2 separate regions of the Ovis aries genome follow, and region 2 is linked to region 1. The links are chromatin contacts, called in public Hi-C maps. All regions are on one chromosome and are shown on one strand. Each heading gives the region's core, a stretch centred on a gene start, on an enhancer-like site or on the middle of the called end of the contact. The rest is flanking DNA. Distances are from core to core; before and after follow the strand shown.

The links. A called contact is a pair of places that touch in the nucleus more often than the background predicts.
Region 2: a contact with region 1 is called in a Hi-C map of liver, with 5 times the contacts expected there. The contact joins two enhancer-like sites. A contact is called at or near these places in 12 of 16 Hi-C or Micro-C datasets (blood, hypothalamus, liver and 6 more).

What each region holds. Positions count from the first base shown.
Region 1 is chr10:31,692,262-31,695,464 of ARS-UI_Ramb_v3.0, reverse strand. No RefSeq gene overlaps it. Among named protein-coding and RNA genes, the nearest start is that of MTUS2, 17 kb to the right of the region's middle. Within about 2 kb of position 1,479, at least 1 of the 54 cell types and tissues checked has an H3K27ac peak or open chromatin away from gene starts, as enhancers often do. A contact at or near this core is called in liver, where this site is marked.
Region 2 is chr10:31,743,319-31,746,521 of ARS-UI_Ramb_v3.0, reverse strand. No RefSeq gene overlaps it. Among named protein-coding and RNA genes, the nearest start is that of TRNAS-GGA, 13 kb to the right of the region's middle. Within about 2 kb of position 1,726, at least 4 of the 54 cell types and tissues checked have an H3K27ac peak or open chromatin away from gene starts, as enhancers often do. A contact at or near this core is called in liver, where this site is marked.

The DNA.
Region 1 (3,203 bases), core at 230-2,729:
GAATCAGACGCAACTGAGCGCACACACACGATGGTTTTCTCTCTGCCTGATCTGCTCCTGAAACGTCTCTTTCACACCCACTATGGGGGCAGATACAAGGATCTCACTGGCCTCTCTCCTTTATCCTATTTCCCTTTCACCAGTGTAGCATCCCTTAATATCCAGTTGAAATCTTCCTAGTGGTGTGGCCTTGAGCAAGTTCTTAACCTCTGTAAACATCACTTTCCTGGTCTGTAAGTGGGGGATTATAGTAGAGCCTACCCCAGAAGTTTGTGAAATCACATAAGAAAATGCATGCAAGTCATTTAGCACAGTCATCGTCTGGTCTGGCATACAACAGACATCCCCTTCACGTTAGCCATTATAAGCATCTCTGGGAAGGACTCTGACAGGTGAAGAGCCAGCTGACCTTTTGTAACACAGGGCCTTACTTCACACCTGCTGTCTAGTTTATTAAATGCCTTAGATGCAGTAATAGTTCGAATTTTGTTTATATTCTGTCTGGAAGTTTGTGAGCATCTTCTTGTGCCTAAGTCTTCAGTATCCATCTCAGTTTCATCACCAGACACTGGCCACAATAATCCTATCGGCACAGCTCCTCCCTTTCTTGCTGTTTCTGCTCATCTCTTTTAAACCCAGGACCAGTCTTAGCCCACATGAGATTCATCATGGATCACAAACACAGCACGTACAGAAATGCAAAGCCATTTCTCCATGGATCATGTCCACTCAGCTGCTTGCTTCTCCCTCCGGCTTGTTGGGCTGGCTGGGGAGGGGCATCATGACCTCCACAGCAGCTGCAGTCCCTCCTTGGGGCTTCACTCTCCAGACAGACAGAGCTGAACCATTCGCTCCGTCACAAAGTCCTCGCCGTCCAGCTGCTCAATTTGGAGGCTAATTTGGCAGGAAACCGGACTTGCATTGAGATAACGGAAGAGAGTGAACAGCAGAAAACAAATCAGAAAAGAGTCTAGAAGCCAGGTGTACCAGAGAGAGATTTTGGTCAATAGCCACAGAAACTGACTTGAGCAAAAGGCAAAAGAAGGAGTTTACTGGGAAGATTCAAGTACTCACAGGATCGACCGAGTATTATTCTTGTCCCTTTTATAATATTTATACATCAGACACTATTAGAGAACCATGTTGTGAGGTTTATGGCCACATGGAAAATTTTACGTTTATCCAAAAGTTATCTATGGGACAAGATCTATTGGGTCATTTAGTCATGATAAATTCTGAAAAAACAGTTGATATGTGAGCATAGGCACTCAGTGAGTAAGTCTAAGATCTTCCTTTCAAGAGGAATAAGCAATCACAATTTGCAATTTAATTAGAAAAACACAATTAAAGGAAGAGTATCTCTTCTCCTGCTGAATATTAAAGTTCACCGCAAAGAAAAACCTCATGTGAATGGTAGCTGTGGCTAATTAGCTACAGTACATGGGCTGGAACAACTGTCAGCTCAGGGCTAGACAATGAACTCCACAGGGGCCAGAGATCAATGTTTATTTAGGAAGCTGATGCTTAAATTCACATGACTCGGAATATGCCTGTCTATTGAAGTATTTCACAACACACTACACTCCCTTATCTCTTCTCTTGACATTCAATAGCTTAGAAACACCATACGCTTGGCCTTATTAATGAAGAGTGATTGATACATTGACCCCGAATGGCATTCAGGACAAAGCTGATTGGTCTCTGTGAATAAAATGAGTCAATTCCAAGGCCACTAAGTCTATCTTCCTGACACTAGGGTGGAATGAAAAGGTCAGGTGGCAGACCCCACGTCTGGGACAGACCCCACGTCTGGAACAGACCACGTCTGGGTCAGAAAAAGCACGAGGATAGACTTGAGTCTTGCCTGATTTCTGGTCTTTCAGACTAGGCTCTGCCATGGGGAGCTACGTGACTTTGGAATTTTGTGTAAGAGTCTCTGCGTCTCTGGGCTTTCCTCATTTCACCTGCAGAAGGAGCAAAGCTGTCACTCCCCAAGGATGTGGTAAGGGCATCATAGATTAGGCGATGGGAAGACAATGGTTGTATTCAGAGTTAGCATTCTATTTTCAGAGCAAGTCTGCATACAAGGGATCTTCTTTCCCATCCCCTCCGCTGAGCTAATGGACATGCACCCCGACAGGCCTCGCCCTGGTTATTCCTCGGTCTTTACTTCTGTCTCATCAGAGGGTCATCTCCACATTCCAGTGTGAGGCACCATTTCAGAAGCTAGGGGTACAGTCATGGACCAAAATCTCCCCACAATTCCTGCTCACGGACATTCTAGTAAGTGCAGACTAATTCATATTAGATATCAGGTATTGGTGACAAGTGCTGGGAAGAAAAAGTAAAGCTGGTCAAATGGTCAAGCCTCACCTTGGAGGGGAATGCCATTTTGGCCGGGGAAGGCCTCCCTGAAAAGGTGACCACTGAGCAGAGTTCTGAGTGAATGCAGGAGGGTACCCCACAGTTTCTGAGAATTCAGGGGAGTGGACTTGAGACACTTCTGGACAAGGGGCCCATCTTTTCATTCTGCACTGACCTTGCCGCTCCTCCACTTGGGGATAGTGCCGTCTGCCTTGGCCATGGCCCTGGGCAACCTCTCCTGGGGAGCTTGATTTTAAAACCTGGCTGAGATCACGTTTCTTCAGCAATCAATGCAAAGAAATAGAGGAAAAGAATAGAATGGGAAAGACTAGAGATCTCTTCAAGAAAAGTAGAGATACTAAGGGAACATTTCATGCAAAGAAGGGCTCGATAAAGGACAGAAATGGTATGGACCTAACAGAAGCAGAAGATATTAAGAAGAGATGGCAAGAATACACAGAAGAACTGTACAAAAGAGATCTTCACAACCCAGATAATCATGATGGTGTGATCACTCATCTAGAGTCAGACATCCTGGAATGTGAAGTCAAGTGGGCCTTAGAAAGCATCACTACGAACAAAGCTAGTGGAGGTGATGGAATTCCAGTGGATCTATTTCAAAACCTGAAAGATGATGCTCTGAAAGTGCTGCACTCAATATGCCAGCAAATTTGGAAAACTCAGCAGTGGCCACAGGACTGGAAAAGGTCAGTTTTCATTCCAATCCCAAAGAAAGGCAGTGCCAAAGAATGCTCAAACTACCGCACAATTGCACTCATCTCACATGCTAATAAAGTAATGCTCAAAATTTTCCAAGCCAGGCTTCAGCAATACGTGAA
Region 2 (3,203 bases), core at 477-2,976, 51 kb before region 1:
CAGTCCCAGTAGGATAAGTCGGGTGGATCCCAGAAAGTCTGCTTACTTTTGAAAAGCTTTCTGATTTATATGCTTGCTTTCCTTTCTTTGCTTGTTTCTGCCTTTATATTAATGACATTTGTCAGCACTGGTTAATTCTTCGGGTGTACCCCAGTGCTGAAATAATTGCTACTATTTCTTAGTCTCTGCAGTCCCTAGTTTTTACCTGGAGTTAGGATAATTTGGGTTCCCTCATAAGAGTAAACTGCAGGTTCCTCTGAGTTAACTTTGCTTAGGTGTCAGGCTCTTCAGTTAGGCTTTTTTTTTTTTTTTTTAGATGCTGTGATTTTTCTTAAGGAATCAGTTTAGTATTTGAGGCGTCTTAACAATAGAGTTCACAGGTTGCTGCCTGACTAATTTTATTAACTAAAATAAAATTCACAATAAAAGATATACTTAATGAGACTAGAATGTAGTTCTGTGTTATGTTTTTTTAAATATCTGTGAATAAAGGAACTTGCAGGTTTTACTGTCTGAAAGTATTGGGTGGGTTGGCAAACAGTTGAGTACTGTTTGGCTCATTGCAGGGTGGCTCTTTGAGTGAACATGCTTCTTCACACCTATCCTTGTATAAAATACGTATGACAGGCTGATCACTTTAATCAGTGTTTCTTTACACTGGGTATAATCCCTCTTTCACTAGTAGACAAATATAACCAGTGCTTTCATGCATTTTGTTATTCCTTGGAATATAGACATTGCAAGAATAGAAGATAGCCTGAACAAGTAGATTACTTTTGAAACAGACAATACAGTGTATAATCTAACACTGGAATCTGCAATTGGGTGACTCTAACAAAGCTTTGACTTGTTCTAATAAAGCAAAACCAAAACTGATACTTCAGTGAACTTATTTAGCTCATGATTTCAAAATGAAATTCAGGTTCCTTCATGCACCATAAATCCTTAATTAAGAACCTGTACTTTGGTTTGGGAGGCGGCCAAGATGGCAGAGTACAGAGACCCTGAATGTACCCATGGACATGCCAGAATTACAGCTGTTTACAGAGCAAGTACCTGTGAAAACAACCTGAAGAATAACAGAAAAGATTTCCCACAAGTAAGAGCATGAGGCATGAGTCAGGTAGGAGGGACAGAGATACAGTACAGTCAGGACTCACACCCAGAGGTTGGTGAGGAAACGGGAGGAACATCACAATTATAAAGATCCTCCCCAAGGAGTGAGGAGTTTGCACCCATCAGACTTGCCAGCATGGGGCACCTACACCAGGAAAACAAGCCTCCAGAACATCTGGCATTGAAAACCAGTGGGGCTTATGTTCAGAAGAGCCAGAGAGCTATAGGAAACAGACTTTTCTCTTAAAGGGTGTATATAACCCAGTGTAGATGTCAATTTGAAAGGACTCTGGGTCAGGCCTGCTTGCTGATCTTGGATCCAGGGAGGCAGGAGGCAGCTGGGACTCCCCCTGGACATGGAGATGGCTGGCACTTTGGAGAACTTGCTCTGTCATGATAACAGCAGCATTGGCAGGCATCATTTGGAATTCTCACAGCCTATTAGTGCCAGGGGCCTGGCCCCACCTACCAGTGGGCCAGCAGCAACCCTGCGCCTGTATGGGTCAAACATCCAATCACGTGGAAGGCCTACCCTTGGGTACAGCTCATTGCACAAGGCACAGCCTCAAAACCAAGTGGGCCAGGGGCCAGCCCCACCTGCCAGCACACCTACAGTAGTCAGTCTTGCCACAAGAGAAGGGCACACAGCCCACATAGGGACAACCTGGAGCACAGAGCTCTGTGGCCAGAAGGGAGCATGCTGGGCCCACAGGACATCGGCAACATAGGGTCACCTCCAAGGTCAGGAAAGGAGCTGACTTATGCAACAGAAATAAACACAAAATTGGGCAAAATGAGGCAGAGGAACGTGTTCCAAGTGAAGGAATGAGACGTAACTTTAGAAAAAGAATTAAATGAAGTGGACATATGCAATCTCCCTGATACAGAGTTAAGGTAATGACCTTAAAGATACAGACTGGGGGGAAGAACTGATAAGCATAGTGAGATTTTCAGTGAAGTGTTAGAAAAGAAGAACCAAATAGAGCTGAAGAAAACAGTAACAATAGAAGGAATCAACAGTAGATTAGATGATACAAAGGAATAGATCAGAGATCTGGAAGGCAGAGCAGTGGAAATAACCAAAAACTGAACAGAAAGTTTTTAAAAATTGATGCATTTAATAAGACCTCTGAGGCAATATCAAACATGCTAACATTTGCATTACAGTGGCACCAGGAGAAAAGAGAGAGAACTTATTTGAAGAAAAAAAAGATAAAAACTTTCCTTATCTGGGAAAGAAACACATCCAGGTCTAAGAAGCATAGAGTCAGTTGTAATAAACAAGATGAACCCCAAGAGGTTCACAGCAAGACACATTATAACTGAAGTGGCCCCCCAAAAAATAAATAAGAAGCAAGAGAAAAGAAACTAATTACATGCAAGGAAACTTCCATAAGACTGCCAGCTGACTTTGTAGCAGAAACTTTACAGGCCAGAATGGAGAATATATTCAAAGTGAAGAAAGGAAAAAACTTATAACCAAGAATATTCTATATGACAAGGTTATTATTCTACTATACAATCCAGTGGACTTCCCAGGTGGCTCAGCAGTAAAGAATCTGGGTCATGATATCCCCTGGAGAAGGAAATGGCAACCCACTCCAGTATTCTTGCCTGGAGAATCCCATGGACAGAGGTGGACAGGTGAACATGGAGTCACAGAGTCAGACATGACTTAGCAACTAAACAACAACAACAAATGCAATCCAGCAACCTACTTTCAGGTATTTTTCTGAAGAAAACAAAAATTTGAAAAGATATGTGAACTCCTATGTTCACTGCAGCGTTATTTAGAGTAGCCAAGACATAGAAACAACTGAAATGTCCATCAACAGAGGAATGCACAAAGATAATGGAATGCTACTCAGCCACATAAGGAAGGAAATCTTGTCATTTGTGACAATGTGGGTTGACCCAGAAGGTATTACGGTAAGTGAAGTCAGAGAAAGACATAAGGTTTCAGTTATTGTGGAATATAAAAATCGAACAAACACAAACAAAAAGCAGAAATAGGCTCATAGGTACAGAGAGCAAACTGATGGTCACCAAAGGGGAGGAGTTTGGAGGGTTGGGCAAGAGAGGTGAAG